5 separate regions of the Mus musculus genome follow, and regions 2, 3, 4 and 5 are each linked to region 1. The links are chromatin contacts, called in public HiCAR-type, HiChIP or PLAC-seq and promoter capture Hi-C maps. All regions are on one chromosome and are shown on one strand. Each heading gives the region's core, a stretch centred on a gene start, on an enhancer-like site or on the middle of the called end of the contact. The rest is flanking DNA. Distances are from core to core; before and after follow the strand shown.

The links. Promoter capture Hi-C pulls out the DNA fragments that hold promoters and counts their contacts. HiCAR-type assays count read pairs that join an accessible place to other places. HiChIP or PLAC-seq counts read pairs in DNA pulled down with a chosen protein or histone mark.
Region 2: a promoter capture Hi-C map of cranial neural crest shows a contact between it and region 1. The contact joins the promoter of Prex2 here to the promoter of Tram1 in region 1. A contact is called at or near these places in 2 of 39 promoter capture datasets (cranial neural crest and hippocampal neurons) and 1 of 115 datasets of contacts at active chromatin or transcription factors (astrocytes).
Region 3: an H3K27ac HiChIP or PLAC-seq map of thymic regulatory T cells shows a contact between it and region 1, with 15 times the contacts expected there. The contact joins the promoter of Rpl7 here to the promoter of Tram1 in region 1. A contact is called at or near these places in 4 of 39 promoter capture datasets (hippocampal neurons, liver and pre-B cells), 3 of 115 datasets of contacts at active chromatin or transcription factors (astrocytes, regulatory T cell precursor and thymic regulatory T cells) and 2 of 9 other capture datasets (adipose tissue and liver).
Region 4: a HiCAR-type map of astrocytes shows a contact between it and region 1, with 6 times the contacts expected there. The contact joins the promoter of Terf1 here to the promoter of Tram1 in region 1. A contact is called at or near these places in 1 of 39 promoter capture datasets (pre-B cells), 1 of 484 Hi-C or Micro-C datasets (CD4 T cells), 2 of 115 datasets of contacts at active chromatin or transcription factors (astrocytes and embryonic stem cells) and 2 of 9 other capture datasets (adipose tissue and liver).
Region 5: a promoter capture Hi-C map of hippocampal neurons shows a contact between it and region 1, with 5 times the contacts expected there. The contact joins the promoter of A830018L16Rik here to the promoter of Tram1 in region 1. A contact is called at or near these places in 2 of 39 promoter capture datasets (embryonic stem cells and hippocampal neurons).

The regions. Positions count from the first base shown.
Region 1 is chr1:13,588,519-13,591,396 of GRCm38.p6, reverse strand. Tram1 (translocating chain-associating membrane protein 1) reads left to right here and starts at 1,487. Exons shown (of 11, transcript NM_028173.5): 1 at 1,487-1,797. The coding sequence starts at 1,675.
Region 2 is chr1:10,992,033-10,994,910 of GRCm38.p6, reverse strand. It overlaps Prex2 (phosphatidylinositol-3,4,5-trisphosphate-dependent Rac exchange factor 2), which reads right to left and starts at 1,446. Exons shown (of 40, transcript NM_029525.1): 1 at 1,002-1,446. The coding sequence starts at 1,118.
Region 3 is chr1:16,103,028-16,105,905 of GRCm38.p6, reverse strand. It overlaps Rpl7 (ribosomal protein L7), which reads left to right and starts at 1,473. Exons shown (of 7, transcript NM_011291.5): 1 at 1,473-1,541; 2 at 2,222-2,396; 3 at 2,572-2,738. The coding sequence starts at 1,528. Rdh10 (retinol dehydrogenase 10 (all-trans)) reads right to left here and starts at 24. Exons shown (of 6, transcript NM_133832.3): 1 at 1-24.
Region 4 is chr1:15,804,116-15,806,993 of GRCm38.p6, reverse strand. Terf1 (telomeric repeat binding factor 1) reads right to left here and starts at 1,348. Exons shown (of 10, transcript NM_009352.3): 1 at 1,037-1,348. The coding sequence starts at 1,316.
Region 5 is chr1:11,412,654-11,415,531 of GRCm38.p6, reverse strand. A830018L16Rik (RIKEN cDNA A830018L16 gene) reads right to left here and starts at 1,427. Exons shown (of 14, transcript NM_001160369.2): 1 at 895-1,427. The coding sequence starts at 963.

The DNA.
Region 1 (2,878 bases), core at 238-2,737:
CCCCTTGGATAATTGAGGTGGACGCCATCACCCTCCCAACAAATGAAACCTACTGGCTTTGCTTCCTCGTCAGCTGTCCTAAGCTTCTCCTCCTGGTGCTTCAGCTCCACTTAACACATTGCACTTTTAAAATATTTTAAAAAGATTCTCTCTCCAGCATGAGAATGTAAGCCCATAATGATCAGTTAATTTGACATTTCCCTTATGTTCTGAATCCCCAGTGAAGTTTCTACTAGGTCAACTCTCTATCCTTACTTGTTGAGCCAATGGATACATAAGTAAGGGAATTGAGCCTCATAGAAGTAACTTGTCTGTAGAAACACAGGCAATAAGTTGAGCATAATAATAAATTGACGCAATAACCACTTTTTTTTTTTTGATTTTTCAAAACAGGGTTTCTTTGTGTAGTCCTGGTTATCCTGGAACTCACTCTATAAACCAGGCGGGCCTCGAACTCAGAAATCCGCCTGCCTATGCCTCCCAAGTACTGGGATTAAAGGCCCGTGTGACCACTGCCGGCAGTAACCACCTTTTTAAACTACCATGATTACACTGGAAATGTAATATTCCAGGCCAGGCCCCCTCCTGGCTATACTATAGCGGTGGGAATAGGGAAAGAGACTGAATTGCCTGGATTTGGTGCTATATTAGATGTCAAAAGGCTAATAAAAAGATGCAACCTAGGATTTTAGCTTCTGGACTGGGCAAGTAGTGCACTTTTTCAGAAAAAAATAAATACCCCGGGTTAAACAGAAGTAGGAGAGTGGAGGATTTGGCAAGGGATCCCTTTTCACGATTTCTTGGGATTCCTAAGTAGTGTTAATACCATGTAACAAGTAAATCTAAACTTCCAGTGGGGACCGGGGAGTTGGACAGGACAGAAAAGAGCTTAACTCTGAGGTAAGCAAGCGTTTAACACTTAGGGGATTTTTGGTTTGGTTTGGTTTTGGTTTTTGATTTTTGACTTAGAAACAAGATGCTTCTATGTAGCCCTGGATGGTATTAAACTCAGAGCACTTCTCCTGCCTCAGCGTCCCAAACAATGGGACTACAGGAGTCAACCACTAGCTCATCCACAGCAACGTTGGAAGGCTCAAACTCGCGAAAAGCCCTTGAACAAGCAGGCTACTTCGTTTTTCCAAATTTTCTAGACGGTGGCTATCGCTTACACAAGTGGCCAACAAGTGTGGAACGTGGTAGCACCAAGGCCAGGGTGGGTCGGGAGGGCGCGAAGGCACCCAGCAGCCGTGCATGCTGCAGCAGCACGCGAAGGTATGAACCATTCCCAGGAAGCTCGCGCCCCAAACGACTCCCAACTCCCAGCGCGAAACCTCCGCGCGCCACTCGCGTTCCGCGACCTCCAGCCCACAGGGGGCGCTGTGGGCCACCAGGTGCGGCCACGGCGCGAGCGCGCGGTTTCTTCCTGGTGCGCATGCTCGCCACCGCTGCAGGCTGGCCTTTTTTTTTTTTTTTTTTTTTTTTTTTTTTTTTTTTTTTTTCTCGGGCCGCCCCGGCGGCTGCGTACTGGCTGTGGGATGGGAAGTGAAGCCCCAGCGAGCGGCTGCGGCGGGGCTGTGCGGAGCAGCCAGCGGGAGGCGGCGGCGCGGCGGTGAGCAGCCGAGAGCTCGGAGCGGGGCGGAGGAAGCACCTGCAGGCACAGGCGGCGGCTCCACCATGGCGATTCGCAAGAAGAGCAACAAGAACCCGCCGCTGCTGAGCCACGAATTCTTGCTGCAGAATCACGCGGACATCGTCTCCTGCCTGGCGATGCTTTTCCTGCTGGGGCTTATGTTCGAGGTGAGCCCTCCTTCCCGGACCCCGGACCCCTGGCCAGGCCCGCCGACCCTAGCGTACCCGGCCGGAGCTGCGCAGCCCCCCGCGGCCCTGCAGCCCTGGCCCGGTCCGGCCCGCCGCCCCCTCCCGCGCCGCGCAGTTCCTGCTTCCCGCGAAGGGTTACGTGGCAGCCGGCGAGGGGCCGGCGGGGGTGGCGGGCGCGGCCGTGCTGGCCCTGCGCGATGGGCGGACCCGGGGCCGGGGCAGCGGGGCCGGATGACTAACAGGGACCCCTGCTCGACCCCGACCCACGGCCTCGGCCGCTGCCTGCGCGGAGGGCGAGGACCGGGTGTTCGAACCCGGTGGCCCCCTGCCCGCCGACGGCCGCTCGTCCAACTTTCCGCCTGGGCTCTGGACTCTGGGTTCCCGGAGCATCGGGTCTGATCCCGATGCGAGGCTCGCAACAGCTGTGTTGAGGAGTTGAGCGATTTCCTTTCTTGAAGCAGAGGCGATGAGACTGTCAGGAGTGTGTAAATTCTCTTCCCACAGATCTGAGTATTTTGATGACTTATTTAACAGCTGTTGAATGTGGGTAATAAAGTTTGCAAGGTGAACCTGTAACATCCTACGGGTTTTTTTTTTTTTTCCACCTTCCTCAGTACTTCCGCCCACTCCCCTCCCCCTTCCATTTTTTTTTTTTTTATCTGTAAGCCACTGAGTCTCATTAAATATATTGATATATTGATGATTACCATTTTGTCTCCTCTCTCCCTGGCATGTAACCTAGTGAGGATAAATATTTTGTCATCCATTTTTACTAGTCTTTTTCCGCTGTGAAGAATCGAGCTTTAAAGGTTTGAGTTGAAAGCAAGGAACTAATGAAATGAGACAGCCAGTGATGAAAAGTGATTACGATTTTGTTTTTTGTTTTCCATGGAGCCAATTTGGTGTCATTAGATAATTTTCTATGTTATATGATGTTTTTTCTCTTCCAAAAGTCTTTTCTGAATCTACATGTAAGTACTTCTTGTTCTTGATAGTGTCACAGATGGTTGTAGCCACTTAACTAAGGAGGGTTGCAGGGTGAAGGGCAAATAGAACTAGT
Region 2 (2,878 bases), core at 197-2,696, 2.6 Mb after region 1:
GTGGCTGCTAGCACAAACTTTACAGACTGAAGGAAACTGAAGGAGGAAGTTCGGAGTTTGAAACATTTCCCTTCCAACCTGGGGCTGGGGGCAGGATAGAACACTGGGATGAAGGAGAAAGTGGCCGGAGGATCTGGGTGGGGTTTTAACTCTTTTTCTGAAGGCCGCTCTCAAATATATCAGGATGGACAGGAACTGGCTGTAAATTCTTTGTATTTTCCGCAATGAGGAAAATTCCATCCTTAGGTGATGTCTCAGGAGTTCATTTTCCCACAGTTTTTCCTCTTCTGCTCTGAGACTGAATGAAATGATTTGGGGGCAGAATTCCAGTGAGTCAAACTGGGACCTGGAAACAGCTCCTGCCCAGTCTGTGAAACCCTGAAATTGTCGACTCGAGGTGAGTTTCATGATACCATTTTCAAGTGGTCGGCGTGCACAGGAGACTAGGACCCAAGTGGAGGGCAGATTTAAATCAGGAGAAAGAAGATTGTAGAGCTGTGAGGGAGGCGCACACATGTGGCTTTAATATGCAACAGCTGCCAGGGATGGTGACCCCGCTGCTCTTGCTCCTTCGCCTCCACCCTCAGAATCCAACGTTTCAATGATTATACCTAAAGGGACTTCACTGCTGTTGATCTAATAACCGACTCCGGCTACACAACATTCAAGGACTTTTAAAACACTGCATGTACCTGAAGGTAGCAAATTGAGACACAAAATCAAAACAAAATATGAGCCGAAAGAAAGAGGATAAGGAAAATGACACAATGAAATTTGCCCTGGGAGATGGATAAAGAAAATTAAGCGCAGATGGAACAGGCAGAATGGCCACTGGTTAACTTCTCCCACGCGAGTTCTTCAAGGCCTTGGCCACTCTGCACCCGTTCATCTACAGGTCTGTCCCCCGAGTCCCCGCGGTCCCCGCGTCACCTTTACGGATGCCGGGTGCTGGCGCAGACAATGCTCCAGACTTGGTGCCGTGCGCGGGGCCGGCTACTCACCGACACCAGGAACTCCAGCGTGCCCACGTAGTCGCGCTCGGTCTTCTGCAGCTCGCTGAGCACGCACACGCGCAGGCGAAGCTGCTTGTCTACTTCCCTGGCGCTTTCGTCGCTCATGGTGGCCGGCGGGGCGCGGAGCTGGGGGCAAGTGCGCTGCCCCGCGCCTGCTGCCGCCACTGCCGCCACTGCCGCCAGCAAAGTTGCCGCCTCTGCCGAGTCCCAGCCGGAACGCGTAGCTTCACATGCTGGCCGGAGGCCGGGGTGTGGGCAGAGGACTGTGCTCGGGCTGCGGTGCGAGCGCGGGACGCGCGGGACGCGCTGGACTCAGAACGGGACAGTCCCCGGAGAGCGGGAACCCAGCCCGGCCCGCTGCTCCGGCCTCACGCGGCTCCAGCCCGAGGGGAGGCGGCTCCAGCCACAGCGGTGACTTGGACATCAATCAAATGCTTTCAATCCATGTGACTCCGACCCTTTACCCTTAGCCAAATCTCAGGAAAAAGGAAACACAACCCTGGGGAAGTGTATCCTGCCAGCTAACTAAACACACACACACACACACACACACACACACACACAGGATGGAACTAATCCGAGGTTCCCAAACCTAGAAGGACACTTGTGAGGGCTGCTCTTGGGAATCCCGCCCACTGTTTAGCTTTAATGTGTTTTGCACCAAGTCTGAAAGCAAAGAAACAAGTCCCCGCGGTTACATAACTGCTTGGGAACAAAACAACCACACCACTGACCCTCCCGCGTTTGACAAGGAACACATTGATTTTGAGTTTTCGTCTACTACGAAACAGGTTCGGTTTATAGAAAAAAACAGCAAACAATGTTATTTCACAGGCAGACAACCTCTGTCAAAGCTTGAAATGTCAATTAGTGTGATAAATGAGGACATCAGAGCAAAGTAGCAGCCCTTACCTATGCACTGATTCACATAGAATAAGCATCACCCTGGCTGAGTACTTTGTAACACCGGGTGTATCTAAATTTTTTAAGTCTCACTGTAGTATTTCACTATCAGTTTAAATTCAAGAATATTTGTTCTCAGCTGTTTCCAAGAATTGTAATTTTAAAAAGATACAAATGTTGGATGAGGATGCATAGTAGGTGATTGACAGATGATACCTGAAAGACAGGTGGATGATAGCTGATTGACAGAGGACACACAGAAGCTAGTTATGCTTCAGTTTTGAAATGGAATGGCCAACGCATTTGATTTTAATGTTTAAGTTTATTGAATTCTCCCTTGGGACCAGAACCAAAACCTATAAATCTAACAAACCAAGTGATCCATTTGCATTTCCATCTAGATATTATCAACACATACTTTCAGAGCCATTTTTTCTACTTTACATAGTGTACAGCTAATGACATTTAAATAAATGGAAGTCGCACTCCTGAGGCAAGGAAGAGGCGGCCAAACTTGTTCCAAGATTCAGCAACCTGAGATAAACTAAAGATGTTTCCCTCGTTATTTACACTAAAGTTATCTCCAGTTTCCCATAAGTCTTTTCAAAATATGATTGTGACTTCCATGAAACAAAAAGGAATCTCGTACCTTCTTCTCATATTAAAGATTCAATATTTGAATAATATGAATGACGCTGATGGGAAAGGTAGCTTTTCTGTTTCCCTTGCATCTGGCTATTTAGAGGCAGCCAGGAGCAAAGGGCAAATAGTGTGGACAGCTTCACACAATAGCAGAAGAACAAAGGACGCAAAAGACAGACCTCACAGAGCCTGGTAAACAATAAACAAAAGAAACCAGAAAGCAGAGGAAATACACCCAACAGCTAGTGGGAATCAACCTCTCTGTGTTCCACAGGTAGTAGTGAATGAATGCACTTTTTGCCCCCAAGAGAAAAAAATGA
Region 3 (2,878 bases), core at 224-2,723, 2.5 Mb before region 1:
CTGCGCCCGGAGTCCGCCCCCGAGGTGCTGCGGGGCTGAATTGCGCGGGGCCAGTTCCGCCCGGGCTCGGCGCAGTGGCCACGGGCTGTGCCTGCCGCTGCTCCCGGCTCGGCGCCTCCTGCTGGCGGCCGCCTGTTTGTCCCACAGCGTCCGTCCGTCCGTCCAGTCCCGCTGCAGCGGCGGTGACAGCCGCGAGTTAGGCGACGCGCGCTGCCCTCATGGCCAAGCCGCCGCCGCCCGAACGTCCCCGGCGCTGCTGCAGCGGCTCCCCGTCTTCCTAGGACAGGGGTGCGCCGAGCGGATGCGTCGGGACGCGGGAGTTGTCAACTTGACTCAAGTTGCGGGAGGGTGCGGGCAGCGCCGGGAAGGGCCGACTTGCGGGGCGCACGCGAGGGCTGCCAACCGCTCGAGCTGCCAGCGCGACTCGGGTCCCCTGCCCTGCACTCGCGCCGCTGTCACTCGGGCACGGGGCCCCGCAGCGTCTGAGCGTTCCCAGCCGGCTCTGAGGTAGCTCCACACTCCGCGCTATATAACCCACCGCCGGGAAGCGCCGGCCGCTGCAGTGGCATCGGCCCTCCCTCAGCTCGGCCCTCCCCGCCCCCGGTCGCACCCCGCCCCCGGCCCAGCCTCCCCTCCCCGCTCGCCCTCCCGCCGGCCGCCCCACCGCGCGGGGCAGCCCCTCTTCCACGACCGCGGCCGAAGGCTCCCGCCCTCGTCGTGCCACTCTTCGCGGCTCACGCCCCCTGCTGAGGGTCGCCGTGGCTTGCGCCTGCCGGGTCCCGCAGCAGCGAACCCCCCCATCCTCCTCGGACCTTCGGGTCATCACTCTTCCCGGTCTCGCTGCTTTCGCCAACCGAGGGACTGTGGACCTGGCGGCCGATGATCAGGCGCTGCGGAAGACAGCCCGGCAGTCGGGCGGAAAAAGGACCTCGGCAGCGCAGCCGAGGTGGGGGAGCAGGGCTGCGTGGCCACGGGCCGCAGAGAGCCGGAGGAGGTGACAGACAGTGATTTCATAGCTCAGCTAGCCGCTGAGGACGTGAAGCCTCATACTCTAGTGAGCCTAATGGGAATCACCGCCGCGAAGGCTGCCCAGAGTGTCGGTCAACGTCGCCCTCCAGCCCCGCGGGTTATGCAGCGACGCATGCTGGGACTTGTAGTTCACATCCCTGAACATGCCTTTTGGGTCCAACGAATTCCGCAGAGCCTGACCCTAGGGTTGTCAACGCAACCTGGAGAAATTAAGCCCAGAGCTGACGAGGTGTCCCCACTCTATTCATTAAAAAAAAAAAAAAAAAAAAAAAAAATGTATTCAGTGCATTTGTTTTCCGATGAGTTTTACCATAAAGTTGGCTGGCCGTGACTAAGCCAAGCTGTTCATTTTGCGCCAGCAAAGTGCAAAAATCTCAATTCTAGATTATTTTCCGGCTTATCTCAGGACAGCTATAAGGCGTGGGGCTTCGCGCCCTGAGACCTTTAAGGAGACAGTGCGCATGCGCCACCTTTCTCTCTTCTTTTCCGGCTGGAACCATGGAGGCTGTTCCGTAAGTCGATTCTTCTCTCCCCCAGAATCCTTCTCCATCCCCCAAACTAGAGGCATTTTGTCTCACTTTTCCTGTATCTGAGTGTAGCCTGGAACCACTGCCTGCCTGTCTGGGTGTTTGTGACGCCGTGTGGTACTAGGAGGGAGTGCGGGGGGCCTCCGCGCGGAGGCCTTGGCAGTACCAGGAGCAAACTGAGGGCAGACTGCGGATCCGGCTACTTGGGCGGAGGTCCGTTCTTCGGTAGAATGTATTCCGCGGAATCATGGAACGAGATCCTTTGTAGCTAAAGTTATCTTAGCCGGCTGCTTACCGGCAGCCTCCTGCATATGGAGCTTGAGACTTGATCGAGGATCAGTGAGTCCTGGAACCCAAAAAGTGTGCAGTACAGTTTTTTCAGTGTGACTTGACAACTTGTAACAATTCACAGGCCAGGACTGATGGCTGGGGTTAGGCATAAATCTCTTTAATGTCATACATGTTTACCTTTAAGTAAGGTGTGTATAACGTGAAGGTTGTGGGCATGAACGCTGCATCTCCAGTAGAGCTTTCGGGAACGACGGAGATGCTAGATGCTGCCGGTTTGAGTGGGTGACAGTTTTAACGTAGTTCTGAGCACCTAGTGTGTGTGATACATCACCAGGAAGTTTTTTGACCTACTAGTAATTCTCTACAAACAACAGAGAGAAGAAAAAGAAGGTTGCCACTGTGCCAGGAACCCTTAAGAAAAAGGTTCCTGCTGGGCCAAAAACTCTCAAGAAAAAGGTTCCCGCTGTGCCAGAAACCCTCAAGAAAAAGCGAAGGAATTTCGCAGAGTTGAAGGTGAAGCGCCTGAGGAAGAAGTTTGCCCTGAAGACAGTAAGTAAACTTTGGAGGTCTTTAGTGGGCCAGGGAGCTTATTGGGACTGAGCGTGGGGTGAGATTGAAGAGAGATCTTCCTGGTTTGATATTCTCAAGTCATCCTTGTATAAAACTGATGCTGTGCTCTGTTTCAGAGCCAAGAATTATGACTGACTGGCCATTGGTTTTTCAGCTTCGAAAGGCAAGGAGGAAGCTCATCTATGAGAAGGCAAAGCACTATCACAAGGAGTACAGGCAGATGTACCGCACTGAGATTCGGATGGCCAGGATGGCAAGGAAAGCTGGCAACTTCTATGTGCCCGCAGAACCAAAGCTGGCCTTTGTCATCAGAATTCGAGGGTGAGTTCACTTTGCATCGTGTTCTGGCAGCAATGGCTGTATTGTGCCTGCCCTTAGGAAGGGGGCCGAGAATTACGGGGGGCGGGAAGTTGTTTGTGAAACCTGTGCCTAAGCTGCTTGCTCTGACTGCATTTCAGTGT
Region 4 (2,878 bases), core at 99-2,598, 2.2 Mb before region 1:
ATTCACATCTAAATTATAAAATGTATCAAATCACTACTTTGCAATTTATACCATGAAGTTCTTTGTATTTTAGGAAGTAGTATACATATGTAAAGGTTTCCATTGAACTTGTTCAATTCATAATCAACTTTATAACATTTATTTCTTTTTTGTTTGGTTGGTTGGCTTTTCGGGACAGGGTTTCTCTGTATAGACCTGGCTGTCCTGGAACTCACTTTGTAGACCAGGCTGGCCTGGAACTCAGAAATCCGCCTGCCTCTGCCTCCCAAGTGCTGGGATTAAAGGCGTGTTTGAACAAACACAAAGATACACTTGGCAGTGAATATGTACACTGGTAAGCCAACCATATTCCTGGATGTCTCTCACCAACACACAGGCCAGAAGACAAACTTGGGTCTGAGTTTTCAGGCACTGTCAAACTTTTTAAACATTTAAACAAAAGATTCATTTATTTTTATTTTATGAATATGGGTATTTTACCTGCACGTCTGTCTGTGTAACATGTGTATACAGTGCCCGTTGAGGCCAAAAGACGGAAATTTGATCCCCTGGAGTTTAAAAATCCTTCCTCCCCAGGCCTTTGTTTTTGGCCTTCCACTGGCCTAAAGCTTGCCAAATTGGGTTGGGCCAGGGGTCAGTGAGCCCTAGTCACCGGTCTTCCCAGCGCTGTAAGTATATGTGTATGGCATAGGCTCTGGGGATCAAACGCAGGTTCCCTGGCTTGCAAGATAAGCATTGACAAGCTGTACTACCTCCCTTGGCAGCCGCATCCCGGCCCTTCTTAAATGTTTCTATATTCATCTGTTAGAGTTTGGCTCCAGAAGCAGCGGTAGCAACTGGGCTGGCTCCCTTTAAAACAAACAAACAAACATTCTGTCCAGGGGACGCGGAAGGCGTGGGGGCGGGAGCCAGGACTTCCAGCAAACAGGAAGCGGCCGGTTTCGCGCCGTCTCCCGCCTGGGATCCCGCCCCGGTGTGTGCGGGGCAAGCAGGTCTCGGCCGCGACGCAGCCTCCGGCCCGGGAGCCCGCACTCACCCTCGGCGCTGTCACGAGTACGACGAAAGTCCTCGGAGCGGCCGTCACGGAAGGCTCGGCACAGAGACAGGCAGAGGAAGTCGAGCATCCAGCCCGCAGCCACGGCCTCCACCTCAGCCACAAGCTCCGCGTTCTCCATCTCTCTCGGGGTCCCCAGCTGAAGCTGGCACTGGAGCAGCTCCGCGTCGTCTCCCACCTCCTCCTGCTCTGGAGAATCCGAATCTGTCCAGCCCTCACGGCTCGGCGCGTCCCGGGCCGCTGAGGAGACCGTCTCCGCCATGTTAAACCGAAAGCGCTCGCCGTGCCTCAGCTGGCGCCGTGCGCTGATTTGCTCGCGGTGGGCGTGGAAGTCAGCCAATCGCATCGCTAGGGTGGGCTAGTGGCTGGAGCTTGGCTTCCGATTGGCTGAGAACTGCTAAATTCCTTGTCGATCCGAGCCCAGGCGTTTTGGATAGTGTAGCTTCTGGATGATAGGCTAAGATACATTTTAAAAAATGCAATCTGCGCTGGAAACAGGGTAGTTAAAACCGAGAGGTTTTTGACTGCAGATTTTGACTGCATGGCACTGCGCGTCTATAATCCCAGCAGCACTCAGGAGGTGGAGACAGGAAGATTAGGAATTAGGGCCATCTTCAACTACAAAGTCTAGGCCAGCCTGGAGCACTTGAGCGTTATGGCAGCAGCAGCACCAGAAATTTTAACTTGTCGCCATAAACATGAGCATTTAACCCTGTTACACTGTAATCACACTGTCTTTCTACCCTATGTGTTCATTTTATTGAAATCCGGGGTTATTAAAGCTGAAATTGCTGGGCTCTGATTTTTCACTAAAGTTCTGCCTGGGGTGAGCGGGTAGGATGGTGCTGACCCTGGAATTCGCAAGTCTAGTCAGTTCCCCATGAATGCTGAGACTGTTAGTCCCAGGACCACATTTTGATCACTATTACTGTACAATGTTTGCATTGAATGAAAGTATAACAACGTAAAAACAGAATTCTAGGCCTTTAGGCCCAGGCTTGGGAATGTGGCCTTTGTAAAGGTATGCTAATCATAAAAGAGATAGCGACATTCCTCTACCCACCCGCTTCCTGGGTTCAAAGAGTGCTCATTCAAAGAAAGTCACCCTGGCCATTACCAGAACCTGCAATGCAAATGTGCTATTGTTAGGGGCTCTTAGAAGCTGTCTTGAGAGTTAACAATTACCAGGTATTCCTTGTGACTCTATTAACTTTACACTTCCTTGTGACTCTTAACTGGTATCTTTGGTATCTTCCAACAACGCCCTCCCCACTTCCTTGAGTTTCGGTTTCTTCCTTTAAATACCCCCTTACCCAGCTACTGGGGCGCCACGGTCCTCTACCCCTGCGTGGTGTATGACCATGGGCCCGAGAGCGCTCTTGAATAAAAAATCCTCTTGCAATTTGCAGCAAGACCCGTTTCTTGTGGGTGATTTTGGGGTGTCGCCTCTCCTGAGTCAGAACGTGGGGGAGCCCTCACATTGTGGGTCTTTCATGACCATGAGGGCATATTACCCCCAGGCTCTAGAGATGGTGTTGCAGTAAATATTATTTGGGGGTTCTACCCTGTGGGGAATTGCAGGTTGGTCTCCAGTTGAGCTGAGGTCTTAACCCCGATGGTCATAATGCACCTTCATGACACAGTAGGCGTTCCCTCATGCTCCTGGAACTCTGGCTCCTGCCTAAGTTACCGCCCCCCCCCCCACACACACACACACAGCCCCCACAAGAGAAGCATGTTCAGTAGTCACGTAGGCAATGGCCCTAGCTTTTGACCTTCAGGCTCAACTCCTCCCCAGTTACCTAACAACAGTAAAGAACATAA
Region 5 (2,878 bases), core at 178-2,677, 2.2 Mb after region 1:
TTCCTCTTTCTCCCTAGCTCTTCAGCCTAAGCAATAGGAAGCTGCTTTTCAGGTATGTGCTGCGAGGAAGTCATAGGATAGACTTTCTATAGGAAGAATGCAGACTGCGGAACCTCAGGCATCCCAGGTGAGCCTGGCTACTTGAGTACCTGGCACTCCACACTTCCTCAGCTTGGGGTCAGCACCCTGACAACCTGCTGAACCGTAGCACTTAGGTGGTGCCTGCTTTCTGCCCCTAGGTCAGATTTTCCCTCTTGCTTAGCTTTTTTCTTCACTGTGTTCTTGTCATTAATTATTTGAAGGCGAAGGAAAACATCTCAAGACTGTGTCCTCAGAAAACAGGCATGTTTTCCTAAAACCCTTCTCTGCTCCTTTCCATCTCTGAGAACAGTGCAAAGGGTTCTAGTTTCAGCCACTGGACCAGCTTTAACATTTTTCCCCCAGCCGGGCAACCCCTCCACCTTTTTAGGTTCTACGACTGCCCATATTTAAAAGAAGAAAATTCAATATGCAAGATAGTGTGAATTCCCGGTGTGTGTGTGTGTGTGTGTGTGTGTGTGTGTGTGTGTGTGTGTGTAGATGTACACCTGGATTACCTGTCTCAACCTTAGTCCTGCCATATGGCTACTAGATGCATGACAGTCAGATGGCTCCAATTGTCCTGTTAGGCTGAAGTTAGGCCCTCCAGAGCTCACCTGTCAGTGTCTAGGTAACTGGCCAAGTGCCAGCAGGGCCGCGTTCCAGAACACCTAGTGGGACAGTCCTCCCTCTCCCGCGCATTTGCTCAGCCCCCTACCTTTGCTTAAGAAAATTCTGATTTTTTTTTTTTTTTTTCCTGCACCACCACCACCGCCTTCAAAGAGAGCGGGACCATTCCCCACCAGGGCTCCTTACCTCAAACAGAGGACCGATCTTGTTTTTCTCCAGGTAAGCCTGGATTCGGGTTTGTTGACGAGATGCCATGAGAAAACAGATGGGTCAGCAGAGAGAAGACAATGCGCCTCGGCTGGGGACAGCTCTACTCTACCCCAGGGCAGGAGCTCCGAGCCTGAGCTTTCTGGCACAGCGATGGCTAGCAACTCCGTTAGCAGCGAGCCCGAAGGGAGCAGGGCTCAGGGAACCCGGGCGAGGCTCTACCAACTCAGACAACTCCGAGGCAAGGAGAGAACTACATCGCATCCTGCAGCTCGCGCCCACCCGCTCTCCGCTTTCCGCAGCACCGCCGCCGAGGCGAAATCGCGGGCAGAGGCTGGTCTGTCCTCTGGGCGGCAGCAGCAGCAGGAGCCGGTGGCCGAAGGCGAGTGTCTGTGCAGTGCCTTCGCGAGCCGAGCGGGGGACAGCGCCGGCCGCAGGGGCGACAGCGCGCGGAACCGCCCAGAGCGCGCCACGGTGTGCGCCCAGCTCCTGGCTGCCAGGAACCAGCACCCAAGCTGCTCCCCGAGGCGGTGCTCGCTCCCTAGCGACAGAGCCGCTCAAAAAGCCAATGGTAAAGGTGCTTCTTTCAAAGTGCACATAAATCTGGTGCTTGTTGGCTACTCCTTGGCAGCTACACCCGCAGTTCCAAACCACTCAGCTTGATCTTCTCCTGGCCCAGCGCTCTGCCTTCACTAGGCTGGGATGAGAAAAAGCCGGAGATGAGAACTATGGCTGGGTTTTGCCGCGAAAACAAAGTTGCTTATGTTAAAAAGAAAAAAGAAAGGAACAGATATATCTATCTTGGCCTTGAGCAAGTCAGCCACAACCGGCGTTGCTGCCTGAGAACTGATTGAAAATTCCCGAAGTACAGACACCCAAAGGCTGGAAGCAACCCTTAGGCATTTGGCAGGGAGATGAAACAAAAGCAAGCCAGCTCTCTCTGCTTCCAAGTTTGCCTACACCTTCAGCTCTGTCTGCTACACCTCTGGCTACAGCTCAGGGGCTCTGAGCTCCCACCCAACAGTTATTCCTCCAGATACTTCAGAAGCACATCAACTTTACCTCATACCTTCTTACTATGAGACGACTTTTCAAGGTTAAGATCTGCAGTTATCACAAGGTTCCGTGTAGAGTTCTTTGCATTTAAAAAACCAAAAAACGATATAAAGCACTAAAACCCCAAAGATGAGTTGTCTGGTTCTAAACCATTTTGTATTGCCAAATCAGAACGTTTATACTAAAACTGTTGGCTGTCTCTACAATAATAGGCACGGATTTCTTTAAAACCAACTGCGACAGTGTAGATTTCTTCTTTTTCTGCACTGTGTTCAGGTTTCTGTGACCTGTATCTGTCCAAGCTTTTTCTCTCCGTTTTAAATTATCTAAGCATTGTGCAATAGTTAAGATGAGAATGGATTGTTCCAGGAAGTATTATAATAATTGCCTTTAATAATTCACATACACGAAATCTACTAGAGGAATTGGGCTATTAGCCACTATTGATAACTCGAAGCAGACATGATTTGGGGTGGAAAGATGTCAGAGCTGTTACTTTTACAATCAGCCTCATGACCCACCAGGTACAGGCAGGAGTAATGAACAGTGAGGAGTCCTGGTCTGTCACGTATTTCCTGTAACAGTTCAAAACTACAGTTACTTATGTACTTTTTCATAAGATTGGGAGATACTGACTATACATTAAATATGTTGTAGACTTGGCGTGAAGCCCTGTGAGTCACCTAAAGGCCCAAGTATTTTAAATTCCACATTGTACTAAAAGATCAGGACAGGCCTTCATCAAAATACATCTTCTTCCTCTAAGAGATATGAGGAAGATCTTTCTTCAAATCTATTAATTAAGATAATTAATAAGTCTTCCATAAACCCAGGAGTTCTGCATCAATTTTATTGGCCAGAAAAGATAAAACTTAGTCTGGCAACATTAAAGAAGACCCATAATGCT